Linked DNA regions of Mus musculus: region 1 is linked to region 2. Evidence: chromatin contacts called from public HiChIP or PLAC-seq data. All regions are on one chromosome and are shown on one strand. Each heading gives the region's core, a stretch centred on a gene start, on an enhancer-like site or on the middle of the called end of the contact. The rest is flanking DNA. Distances are from core to core; before and after follow the strand shown. Region 1 has its middle 9.3 kb from the start of Platr5. Region 2 has its middle 24 kb from the start of Gm28888.

The links. HiChIP or PLAC-seq counts read pairs in DNA pulled down with a chosen protein or histone mark.
Region 1: a contact with region 2 is called in a FOXA1 HiChIP or PLAC-seq map of pancreatic cancer cells. The contact joins two enhancer-like sites. A contact is called at or near these places in 2 of 484 Hi-C or Micro-C datasets (bone marrow-derived macrophages and embryonic stem cells) and 3 of 115 datasets of contacts at active chromatin or transcription factors (double positive thymocytes, embryonic basal ganglia and pancreatic cancer cells).

What each region holds. Positions count from the first base shown.
Region 1 is chr1:88,760,807-88,767,522 of GRCm38.p6, forward strand. No RefSeq gene overlaps it. Among named protein-coding and RNA genes, the nearest start is that of Platr5, 9.3 kb to the left of the region's middle. Within about 2 kb of position 3,220, at least 19 of the 459 cell types and tissues checked have an H3K27ac peak or open chromatin away from gene starts, as enhancers often do. A contact at or near this core is called in pancreatic cancer cells, where this site is marked.
Region 2 is chr1:88,432,707-88,439,289 of GRCm38.p6, forward strand. No RefSeq gene overlaps it. Among named protein-coding and RNA genes, the nearest start is that of Gm28888, 24 kb to the right of the region's middle. Within about 2 kb of position 4,680, at least 46 of the 459 cell types and tissues checked have an H3K27ac peak or open chromatin away from gene starts, as enhancers often do. A contact at or near this core is called in pancreatic cancer cells, where this site is marked.

The DNA.
Region 1 (6,716 bases), core at 1,970-4,469, 330 kb after region 2:
CAGTTCTTTCCACCATTGGTCAGGGCCGCTGTTGGGGGAGGGGGCAAAACGGAAAGAGCTTGGCTGTGTTTATCCCATTGCCACCGCTGGGTGGGTGCTGGGCTTCAGGGAAGCGCTGAGACACCACTCTGGGGTTGGGAAAACGCAGTCTGAGATGTGAGAAAGTGGGGGTGGTATTCCCTAACTTCCAGGCATATAGTTGCTGGTAGAAAACTGCACAGAGAAGTCGGGAACGAAGTGTCAGGGACCCATGGGCCTGCGATGAGGTTTGGGACCGCTGAGGACGGCATCTAGCCTAGGTCCGGGGCTGGGAGCTCTGGCTTAGCTCATTAGCGAAGATAGCAGTTGTCTGGGGGCACAGATGGACTTTCTACGGGAGATTTAGGCAGCGGCTCTGTAGACAAAGGCCTACTTCATGGTCCCCATGGCAGACCTTGATGAGAGAGACAGGCCGTGGTTCCAAACTGTTTATTGGTTGTTTGTCATGGAAAATGGATGTGTACAGTATCAACTTCTCAGGGTGAACCTGAGGTTAAATACCTTTTGCCAGGAGGAGTGTCTCGGAAGGGAAGCTTATTGGCTAACCCCTCAGGGCCTCTAGTTACCACATCAGCATGGAGAACTCTGTTCTGGGCCTACATGACCAGGTTTCCTTATGTGGGGAGTGTGGCACGTGTTCCAGACCAGGAATTTGGCAGGGACCAGGGAGGCTCCTACTCTCTCAGGTGTTTCCAGGGCCTCAGACCTGCTCCACCCACCAGGCTTCCTGGTATGGTTTACCATTCCACAAGGAAGGAAAAAGAAAGACAGCAGAAATCCCAGGGGCAAGGATGCTAGTCACTACTAACAAGGAGAAACAAAGGGAGGGGCTGGAGAAACTTGGTCACACTGTGTCTTGTGACCAAATGAATCGAAATAAGATACTGAACCGGATCTTAGCTCTTTTATTTATTTATTTATTTATTTATTTATTACACTTACAATTATTGTTTAGGGCTCTCTGAAATTCAAGGAAGCAGGCACTTACATGCTATTTCTGAAAACGGGCTCCCAGTGACTTTCACTGCTGTGAGCCTGTCATGAAGAAAAGTATTCTGAAAGTTAATTAAGTATTTAACTGCCAGCATGCCACAATCACCTGGAAGAGAGGTTCCATGAGGGATTGTCTAGAGCGGGTTGGCCTGTGGGCATGACTTTGGGAGACTGCCCTGACCATGTTAAGTGATGAGGGAAGATCCAGCCTAAACTGGGGGGCACCATTCCCTGGGCTTGGGTCCTGAACTATATAAGAATAGAAGAAACAAGCGAAGCAGTGAGCATGCATGCCTTGATTTCTTTGTCTCCTTGGCTGTATGACCAGCTGCTTCAAGTTCCTGTCTTATCAATGTCAATAATGTTCCTAGTCTCTTTGGTGAAAATGTAAATAATCTAAATGTCCAGCATTAGAGGACTTGCTAATAGAACCACGGTTGTCCCAGACCCCCTTCTGGCCCTGTCCTCCATAGACATGCTGTAGGTGCATGTTCTAGATCAAATCCTCACTGTGCTGTGGGCACATGCCATGCTAGGCACCCAACTCTCTGCTGTCTGCCTTCTCATCTTCCGAGTGCTTGTGCCAAGGATGCTTTCTGGTTGTCTGTACATCTCCACTACTAGCTCAGTGCATAGCCTACAATAGATACATAATTAGTGTTAAATGAGTAAGAGGTGTGTGTGTGTTACCCCTATACTCAATAAAATACTACTGCCAGCATGTCATATGATTTTAAAATTTCTTATGTAATAATGATAAGAAAAGACAGAAAGGGTAAATTTTAAAAAATAGGATCTATTATATTCATTGGGATTAAAAACACCTGTATTAGATGTTAAATGCAATGTGTGTATATGTGTGTGTATGTATGTATATGTGTTTGTGTGTGTATGTGTGTATGTATATGTATATGTATTTGTGTGTATGTATATGTGTGTATGTATGTGTATATATGTATGTGTGTATGTGTGCATGTGTGTGTATGTGTGTGTATATGTGTTTGTGTGTATGTATATGTGTGTGTGTGTGTGTGTGTGTGTGTGTGTGTGTGTGTATTTTTTCATCCCACTGTTGATCCTTTGGGAATTCCATTCATGTTTTAGTTTTAAGACAATTTTATCTCCACATTACTGACTAAGAAGCCAATTGTTTCAGAATGGTTTCAATTACTTGTTATGACAATTGGATGCCTGACAAAGAGGGCTGGGGAGATGTCTCTGGGAGAAAAGACACCTGTGGCCAAGCCTGACAACCTGCATTGGATCACCAGCGCCAGAGGGAGAGATGACTTGTCTTTTCCGTTGCTATGATAAAGTAAGTCTGCCTAAAACAAGTTTAAGGTGGAAAGAGGTTATTTGGCTTACAGTTCCAGGTTACATAGCAGGGAAGTCAAGGCAGGAACTTGGAAGAGGGAGTCACGGCACATACATAGTCAAGAGCAGAGAGAATCACAAAGAGATGCATGCCCACAGCTCAGCTTGCTCACCTATTCATGCATAGTTCAGAATCCAAACCTAGAGCGCAATGCTACATTTAGGAGAGGCATTCCCAGCTCAGTTAATCCAGTCTGGAGACTCCCTCACAAACATGGCTAGGGGCTGGCGGGGCAGTGGCCTCTGCCACTAGACAGAAAACTTGGTGAGGTTGAGTGGATTCAGAAACCCTGATAATTCTCACTTCTGAGAATGATAGGGGTTTAATCTACTCCTACCAGGTTCCTGTCCTGCAACACATGACCACGACACCCCATGGAGAGGACTGTGACAATCAGTCACATAGGTGCAACACCCGAATCCCCCCACATGCAGATGAGGCATCCCTAACATCTCAGAACAAGCCAATAGAAAGCATCTGCTTTTAGACCTCAGCCTATCACCAAATGAATATAAGACCCTATCCACAAGGAATAAAGTGCACAAGTTATTTCATCAAAGACTGTCCTAACACGTTGAGGAAGAGAATTCTCTCCTGAAACTTTCATTGCTGGAAGCTCCCTGAGCCTAAGGTAGTCACTTCCCATTGCTCAGTGGCCCCGCCCAACCCTGGCTCCCAGCCCCGCCCACTGCTTTCCTGTTGCATGCTGTTGCCTGTCATTGACTCCAGGGCAGGTGCAGCAGCCAACTCTGGGGCAGCTGCAGAAAAGGCCTGGCAGCCCTCCTTGCTGTGGCTCTTCGTCCCCTCAGAGAGCCACAACTGTTTGGCTATTCTGGCCAGGCCAGAGCCCCAAAGATCCCCTCAGACAGTGCCCAGTATGCAGACCGCAGACTGGGAGTGGCTTGTTTCTGTGATGATTCTAGATCCAGTCAAATTAATAATTAATAACCATCACAGATGTTTAGAGACTGAGTCAGAATGGCTGAGCCTATTGACTGTTATACCCAGGCTGCCTGGCCCCAGACGTGGGTCTCCTGAATACTGTTCTACATTTCTTGTAGTGTAAACACAGGCAAAAATAAAGTCACCAAAACTCACACTAAAATATATTCTACCCATATAATAGAGGAGTAGAACACTTGCCTGGCATGTTTGAGGCTCTGGAGTCCAGCCATAGTATCACCAAAATAAAACAACAAAATAACTCTACAAAGTCGATGAACTTTAGCCAAGATGAGCTTTGCTCGGTGGGGCTATTAGGGATTAGTTTTTTATTATTGATTTTTCATATTGATTCTCTATGACATTCATGATGGAAAAATAATTAACTATTCTTAAAAAAAATCAGTGACAATCAGGTGGACATATATTTGTAAAGTATCAATATGACTTAGAGTGTGCTCCCGTGTCCTGCTTGCTGAAGTCATAGGAGAACTTTTGCCAGGCTGGTGAGTGTCACTGGCAGGTGCTCCATGCATGGAGGCCACCAGCTGAAATGATGGCAAAGATGAGGGGGAAATGACCTTCATAACTTACCAGGGACTCAGAAGTCTAGACAGGAGTGACCCAGACATCAGAGGGTCATCATTACCACTGCCTCCATCTCTCACAGTGACCATGATACAGTAGTTGGGAATCTCATGGAGATGAGATTCAGGGTCACAGGAGGGTGTGCACAGCTATGACCAGACACAGCACTTCATGTTAGAGTCTTCAGTATGCATGGAGATCACAGTACCCACTCCTTAGGATCACTAGAGGTTAAGTGTATTGTTACTTTGATATATTGGTGCATTGCTATATTGCTACATTGCTATATTGCTACATTGCTATATTGCTACACTGTTATATGCCGCTTTTGTTTTCATTTCTTGTGTCATGCAAGACTTCTCTTCCTTGGGAAGAGATGTTGGGAAGAGGTGTGCATGCCATAGTGTGGGTCACTGAATAGATTCACAGAAAGCAGAGTATTGATGCAGCTTCAGATCATCAACCCAGGCTCAGAAAGTTCAAAAGCCCCAAAGCCAAGTGTCCTGTCAAGCATTCAAGACATGTTGGGTTTACTTCAATTGGACCTCCTTCCACTGCTGTTGACTAGGACGTTGAAATTCTGCCTTTTGAAGTTCAGTATGCCCAAGGTTTGGCGGTAGGTTTTGCAGGATCAGATGACAGGCTCCAGGTGGCCAGGGGTTAGCTACCGTGGCAAAAGCAGTCTTTTTGGCGTCTCATGTGATTTGGCATTCATTTCAAGATGATGTCAATGAAATCACACTGGGGTGGGGATGATGGCTTCAGGCCCCATGCTGGTGACAGCTGACATGTTTATCCTTCTCTCTGGGGCACCCACCTCCTGGCCAGCGGTCAATTACAAAGACTCTTCAGAGAATTATGATTGACTTAAGATATTTTGTGAAAACACAGTTGAGTTTTATGGCAATGTACTTACTGTAAAGAGTTCTTTGCTAAACATTGAACATTCTCAGATGACAAGAATAAACGCTGTTAGGGCTGGAGAGATGGCTCAGTGGTTCAGAGCACTGATTGCTTTTCCAGAGGACCCAGGTTCAATTCCCAGCACCCACATAGTGGCTCACAGCTGTCTGTAACTCCAAGATCTGATACCCTTACACAGACATATGCATACAGGCAAAACACCAATGCACACAAAATAAAACTAAGTAATTAAAGGAAGAGAGAGACAATTAATAGCCATTTCCTGAGACTTCTCCATCACTTCAGGCATCCCTCATTTGTTCTGTGGCTTTGATTGTAGAGCTATAAAAAGAAAGCTGTGCTGATGAAGGGACTCATAAGATGCATTTCCAAACATCTAGATCTTTCCTGCAGAGACACTTGTGGGATAGTGGGTGGGTGAGAGGGATAGTGGGTGGGTAAGGGGGATAGTGGTGGGTGAGAGGGATAGTGGGTGGGTGAGAAGAATAGTGGGTGGGTGAGAGGGATAGTGGGTGGGTGAGAGGGATAATGCCGGGTAAGAGGGAGGATTTGAACAATTGCTCATCTTTGTCAGATCTCATTCAAAAGCATGATGTCAGTTTCCACTCTTTTTTTTTTCTCTAAAATAAATGTTTAAAGCCATTTCCAGCCTCCTTCCACACCACTTTCCCATAACTGCATTATCACACTCCACACCACCACCTGCCCCTCCCCAGCTCCATGGAAGGACACAAAGGCACAGGGCTCTCCTCTCTTCTGCACATCTTAAGGGCCACAGACAGAACAAAGGTAGATTGTCCAGATTGTCTTTCCCAGCCTGAGATCCTAGAAAACTGGCCCAGGATGCCTTAAATTTGCTTTACAGATATCTGTATGCCTCTGGCAAATTTCTTTAAATTGGATCTTTGATTGTAGAATCATTTAAAAAAGGTATTTAAATGTGATTGCAGGGCAGGGTGGAACCTCTCTTTGAAAAGGTTCGGTCAGGGTATTTGCACAGCTCTGGAGCTCACCGCTGGGCCCCATTTTTAAACTCCAGAACAGAATTGCAATGTCTGGGCCAATTAGAAGTCGGGCTTGTTTTATTTTTAAGGTGCTGGAATGGAATCCAAGTCTGGTACATGCTATGCTGGCACGGCACCATGGAGCTGTGTCTGCAGCCCTTGACTTTTCTTACGAGTCTATTCACCCTAAGTATTTGCTGTTGGTTCCCTTCCTGTTCCCATTTTTGTTGCTTTCCTGCCTTTCTCTTTCCTCATCTTATTGAGATATCATTGACAACTGAGCCAGATGTCTACTGTAGCATATATTAAATATCTGACTACATGTACATACTGTAGAATACACCCAAGATCATACTAAACCATTTTACTAGTCTGTGCCATGTATCTTTTATCATAAAAGCTCATGGAATAGTGTCCTGTTGAAAAGAAAATTCCTCATCTTTGTATAGGAAGCCAGAATGAATGCTATCAACTGCTCCTGTTTGCTGTTGGGGTACACACAGTAATTAAGCAAGAGGTTTAGATCAACCCGCCTTCCATGTTTCTCATCTATGGCTCCATGTTCATTTCCCCAGAGTCTGTGCCTGTCAGTGTTTTCCTGGCCTGGGTTAAGCTCTGCTCTGGACCACAGCGTGGAGGATGTTCTCTTGCCCTTGAGACTCCTGCCACATAATCCTCTGAGAAGTCTGCAGACTCGAAAGCTATCCTGAAGCCAGATGGATCTCCTTTCCTTCTAGGGGGTTCTATTTTAATATCTAAACATACTAATGACAGGCAAGCTAATAAAATAAGTGATAAGTGTATTAATATGCAGAAACCTGGAAGCTACACCCAAACCATCAGGCTTCAAG
Region 2 (6,583 bases), core at 3,430-5,929:
TTGGGAGATGGTTTTGTGCACTGTGTATGTCAGATGCTGATGTCTGTGCCCAGAGACCAGGTTGCAGTCCAGACGTTGACATTGTCATGATTATTAGAGCATTTCCTGTCTCAGTGATGTGTAAAGACTATTTCCATCGCCTCTGATTGGTTAATAGAGTGCTCATCAGCCAATAGCTGAGTAGGAGAAGAGAATAGGATAGGACTTCCAGTCAGGGGAGCCCAAGCAGAGAGAGAGGGAGACAGAAAAAGGGAGAGAGGCTGAGACGGAGAGAGACAGAGAAAGAGACAAAGACAAAGACAAAGACAAAGAGACAGAGAGAGACAAGAGACAAGAGACAAGAGACAAGAGACAGAGACCACCAAAAGGTGCTCAGGACAAGGGAATAAATCTGAATCAGGGGTCCCAAGCAGAGAGAAAGGGAGACAGAAAGAAATGGAGTCAGAGACAGAGAGAAACTGAGACAGAGAGAGACAGAGGAGAAGGACCAGGAGGATTCATCATGAGGTCACAATAAGAGAACAGCCATGAGGACACACATGGACCAGACAGAGCAAGCCAGGGCAAGACTCAGATGGCAAATAATAGGGCATATGGCTCAGAAGTAGCCCAAGCCAGCATAGCTGGGTTAGAATAGCTCACAACCTGCCCAGTTTAGTGCTTGCAGCTTATTAATAAGCATAAGGTCTCCGAGTCATTTATTTAGGGACAAGGGGAGCATAGAAGGCATAGAACATCCCCCTTCCAAAATTACTTTTACAAAACTGACTGGACATTCACTCACCTCAAGATAATAGCAGACACCAAGCCCCAGGACCAGAAAGGTAGAATACCAAAACCAAATACAGGAATGCATGTCAGTCTCCAGAGCTTAGATCTGGGGTGCCTATCCCCCAACCCCAAACACTGCGTTAACATCTTGGTTCTCAGCCTTTGTCACTATGGGAAGTGGGTGGGGCCTTGTGGGAGAGCCCAGGAAGCCACTGGCAAGTGGGAGCCAGACACTTCCTCTTCCTCTTTGCCTCCCAGAGAAGAAGCCAATGAGAAACTCTGCCGTGAGTTCCAGCCGCAAGTGCTCCTCACAGAGGCCCAGAGCAATGGGATTAGCACACGCCTGGATGAAGCCTCCACTTGGAAGAGACATGGGGTGGGAGGGCGTCAATTTACATAGAGAAGAACAGAGGTGGGGGCTATATTTGACTTTTCCTCAGAAAGCGTGCAGGGAATTGGGTGAAATGTATGCGATTAGGAGAAGAGACAAAAATCTATTCTTCAAAACGTGAACAGAAACAAAGACTTTCTTTAACCAAAGCTGATGGGATTTTCTTCCAGCAGACCTGCCTGGCTAGAAATGCCTCTGCTCTGCACAAGGGAGTGAAGAGCACTGGAGATGGACCACATGAAAATAAAGGAAATCTTACACTTTTCCCCCCTCATTCTCAGTTAATTTAAAGCATACCAGCTTTAACAACGAGGTCTGTTTTTGTCCTTTTGTTTTATCTTTTTGTTTTTATTTATATCTGTGTATGCCACACTCACGCAGGTACTCATGGAAGCCAGCAGAGGGCGGTGAATCCCCTCTCACTGGAGTTACAGGCGGTGGTGCCCACACAGGTGGTCAGGAAGGACTTGTAAGAGCCCAGTCTCTCCCATCAAGTGACTCCAGGAATCATACTCAGGCTGTCAGGCTTGGTGGCAAGTGCCCTCAATTTATTTTTAATTTAAAAAAAAATAAGTTAAAAATTTAAACTAAGAAATGTGGTAGATGACGTGACTCAATCAGAGATTTGTGTATTTACAATTGTTACAATTAGTTTTCTGTTGTTGCTAAATAATGCAAATAGTATATTGAGATAAGACAAATTTATCCCCCTTATGATAGAGGTCTGAAAGGGAATCGCTGTATGAAAATCTCAGTGCTGACACAATGGTTTCTATGCGGAATGTTCTAGGGAGACTCAGAGCCTTGCCCTTTTCAGTTCTCTTAGGTACCTGCATTCAGGAGCCCATTGGCCATCCTCTGCCTACACAACACCAACTCTAGCCTCTGCCTCTGTCCCCCTCTTTCTTCCTCTCTCCCTCCAACCATCTCCTCTCTCTCTCTCTCTCTCTCCTGAGCTATTTATTTATTTATTTATTTATTTATTATTTTTTTCGAGACAGGGTTTCTCTGTATAGCCCTGGCTGTCCTGGAACTCACTTTGTAGACCAGGCTGGCCTCGAACTCAGAAATCCTCCTGCCTCTGCCTCCCAAGTGCTGGGATTAAAGGCATGCGCCACCATGCCAGGCTTGCCTCAAGTTCTTTAAACCTGGCAAACTCTGTTTATCATCTAAGGTAACTGGATTATGTTCTGCCCAAAACTCCTACACGGAAATCTCAAGACTTGACGTGGTCTTTGAAGGAGCAATGGAGACCCATGACGTCATATAAGAGGGTCCTAATGCAGAAAAACCAGTGTCCTTATAAGAAAGAGAGATTAAGGCATGAGCACACACACAGACCTGTGGAGATGCGAAAGAGAGGGTAGCTGCCTGCACACCAAGGAGAGGCTCTAGAAAAAAACCTGACTTGCCAACACCCTGACCTTGGGCTTCTAGTATTAGGCTCTGTAATAAAATGGGTTGCTATTGCTTGAGCCACACAGGGTGTTCTGCAATGACAGCTCTGCAATGAATGCAGTGATGTATTTGCAGTGTTTTCAGTATGAGGCCAAGCACATGGACATCTTTGAAGGTTAGGAGGGAGTTATTTAGCCTACCACAATTACAGTGGAACCACCAGACAGCTTGGTTTATTAAAAGCTCCAGGCCATGAGGGCACTTTATAGGTGATACAAGCAGGCCACTCCTTTTTCCCCTTTGTGAGAAAGGGTTTTGTGTAGCCTAGGCTGGCCTCTGACTCACTATGTAGCTTGAGGATGGTCTCGAATGAGCCCCTCACCTCTAACTCCTGAATGCTGGAATTCTGAGCACGTATCACCTGACCCGGTTTATTCAGTACTAAGAAATCACATGCTAGGTGTCTTAGTAAGTTTTCTAGTGCTGTTAAGAGACATCATGTGGTGGCGCATGCCTTTAATCCCAGCACTCGGGAGGCAGAGGCGGGCGGATTTCTGAGTTCGAGGCCAGCCTGGTCTACAAAGTGAGTTCCAGGACAGCCAGGGCTATACAGAGAAACCCTGTCTCGAAAAACCAAAAAAAAAAAAAAAAAAAAAAAAAAGAGAGACATCATGACCAAGACAACTTATTAAAGAAAACATTTAATTGAGTGCTTGCTTAGTTTCAGAGGGTGAGTGTATAATCCCACAGCAGGGAGCATGCCACCAGGCAGACAGACATGATGTTAGTCTACTGGCTAAGAGCTTATATCCTGACCCACAAGTTGGAGGCGTAGAGAGGGAGACTGGATCTGGCATGGTCTTTTGAAAGTGCAAAGTGTATTCCCAGTGACACACCTCCTCCAAAAGGGCCACACCTTCTAATCCTTCCCAAAGAGTCTACAACTGGGGACTAAACATTCAAACATATGCACCTATGAGAGCCATTCTCATTCAAACCTCCACACTGGGCAATCGTTCTACCCATTGATCTATATGTCCAGCTACATCATTTCATTATTAAAATAATCATATGGAACAGCAAGCATTACCGGTAAGGATGCCTTAGAGAAGCACTTGCCTTTCACTGTAATAAGAGGAGGATCGCTGGGCATGGTGGCACACGCCTCTAATCCCAGCACTCGGGAGGCAGAGGCAGGCGGATTTCTGAGTTCGAGACCAGCCTGGTCTATAAAGTGAGCTCCAGGACAGCCAGGGCTATACAGAGAAACCCTGTCTTGAAAAACAACAACAACAACAAAAAAAAAAAAAAAAAAAGAGGAGGATCATGGACAAATGCCTTGGGTGTCTACATTATGTCTTCCTTCTTCTCAAAATAAGGGGAGGGTGGGCAGATCTATAGCTTAGTGGCTGACAGCATACACTGCTCAGGCATAGTCCCATTCCCAGGACCCATGTCAGATGGCTTACAAACTGCCTCTCACTCCAGCTCTAGGGGATCTGTCACCCTCTTTTGGGGTCTGCAAGTACTACACTCCAATGTGGACACACAGACACACAGCATACAACATGAATAATTCCAACCAAAAATAAATATTAAAAATAACAATGATACTGAACAGTGGGTTGCTGTCCTCTGATAGATGTGAAGATAGGGAGACAAGAGCATCTCTGAGGACTGCACAGGCCTCTCTGGTCACCAGGGGCTCCTCTACTTCTGCAAAGCCCTGGTAGGCCCACTTGGCAACCTATACAGCCATCTAGTAGCCTAAGAATCTTCCTTGGCCTACCCAACTGCCACGGCCCTCTTCGATCACCACAGGAACATTACATGGGAGGGGTGAGGATGTGTGCCCCAGAGGACCCTGCTCAACCTTGCAGCTTTTTCTGCTTTCTTCTAATGGGCTGTGGTTCTCACCCTCTAACATCAGCCACAGTTGGGAGACCTGCAGGTTTTCTTCTTCTGCCCACAACCTCAGCATTCTTTGTCCTGTTATCCAAACAGACACTCCCTTGGCTCCCACCCAGCAAAGAACTGGCACCCCAAAGGCCAAACAGTCTCGGCTCTGATGGGCAAACAAAACCAAGACAGGTAGGAAACCTGAACCTTGTCTGTCTCTGAACAAGGTACTGTGAAGGTAATGGCCTTGTGCGTCACCTGGCACCTGGAAAGAAACACAAAGCTGGTGCCCAGGGGGCTGCTTCCTGGCCGCCCTGGGGCCTGCTCAGCCTGGGGCTCTATGTGACAGGATTGGCTGCCTTAGCCCTAGCTGTGTGACAAGAAAGAGTAGGGCTTGCAGCTTCCAGCGGGTTCTGTTAACTAGGCCATGGCTCAACTGGAAAGTGTGTGTGGTTCTGTGGGCAAGTCCAGGAGCTGACACTACCCTTAAGCACAGTTCTAGCAGCGAGTCACACCCCCATATCCATTCTGACTGCTCCATGCCACTCAGGTCTGGGTGATTTGTTACACGAGGAAGCTAATAACTCTAATTATGTCATAACTATTTTCCCTCACAGCAGTATATTGCTCTGTGGTAGAAAGAAGTCAGCCAGCCTTCTCTCATAAACTATTTAATGTTTGCAAATGGAACTACAATAAATACAAATTAAATACACTTGAACACACATTTGGAGAGTCTGTTCTGAGTGAGGAATTCCTGGAACACAGGTCACACCCTTCACTTCGGCACAGTGCATACCTCTCCTGCAGGAAGCCTAGCCCTCAAAAGACTGTAATTTCTGTAAATATTATTTTATGCTAGTTAGTACAAGACATAATAACTCGGCGACTCATTCATATAACAGTGATGACAAGTCCCTTCTTTGGGAGTGTAAAATGGGCCTTCCATCAGCCAGGCACAACCTAGTACTTAGGCCGTCTGGGTTACCCTTCCTATGTATTTTAGCCATCATGAGCTCATATCTGTCACATCTGGTTTGGGCGCCAACTGTGGATTATGAGTGTGCTTCTTTGACATTTTCTTGTGTTGATCCGAGCTCTAAAAGCAAATACTGAGCTACAGAACATCAGGTCTAAGTGCTCCAGACAGGGGTGCTGTGGAGATTTCACACTCAGTCTTCAACAGACTGGCAAAGCAGTGCTTCTCAACCTGGCGGGGAAGGGGAGTCGAATGATCCTTTCACAGGGGTCACATATCAGATATCCTGCATAGCAGATATTTACGTTGTGATTCATAACAGTAGCAAAATAACAGCTATGAAGTAACTTTATGGTTGGGGGTCACCACAACATGAGGAACTGTATTAAAGTTGCCTAGAAGGGTAAGAACCGCTCTGGTGTAGTAAAAGGATCTCTGCTGCTCTTTCCGAGAGCCTACCTGGCCCTCCAGCACCTGTATCCTTAAGAAATCGGCAAGAACGACTGGGAAACTGTCCATCTGGAGTGTGAGGATCTGATCCTTGGTGTACACTTGATTGACATCTAATTTTTTTTTCTTGTGAATATTTGTGAGTGTCCCTTACGCTTGCTGGCATATTGTGGGCAGTAATTGAAGGAGCTAAACAGAGTCTAACCATATCTCAATCTGCTGCTCCTGCTGATGGTCAAATCGTCCCTTTGAAGCTGTTTGTTTCTTTCTAGGACTGAGGCAATGTGTCTCAACTGCATCATTGGACAGGTCTTTCTAAACACTGTACTACAAGGTGGTATCTGGAGTCAGGGTTTTACCAAATCCTCAAGGTCATGCTTATGTAAAACATGCGCCAATTATCCTAGGGACATCTTGCTGAGTTTTTGTTTTTGTTTGTTTGTTTGTATAAAACTTTGGAGTGAGGGTTAGAAAGACATCTCCATTTGTAAAGTGCTGGCCACACAAGCATAAAGACCTGAGATCAGTTCCCCAGCATCTCTGGATAATAAGAAGCCAAGTGTGGAATGCCAACACTCGTGTCTGTAATTCCAGCTTGGGGTAGATCCCTATAATTCATTGGCTAGCCAACCTAGCCTATCAGTGACCTCAAGGTTCAGTAAGAGACCTTGTCATAAAAGATAAGGTGAGGTGGT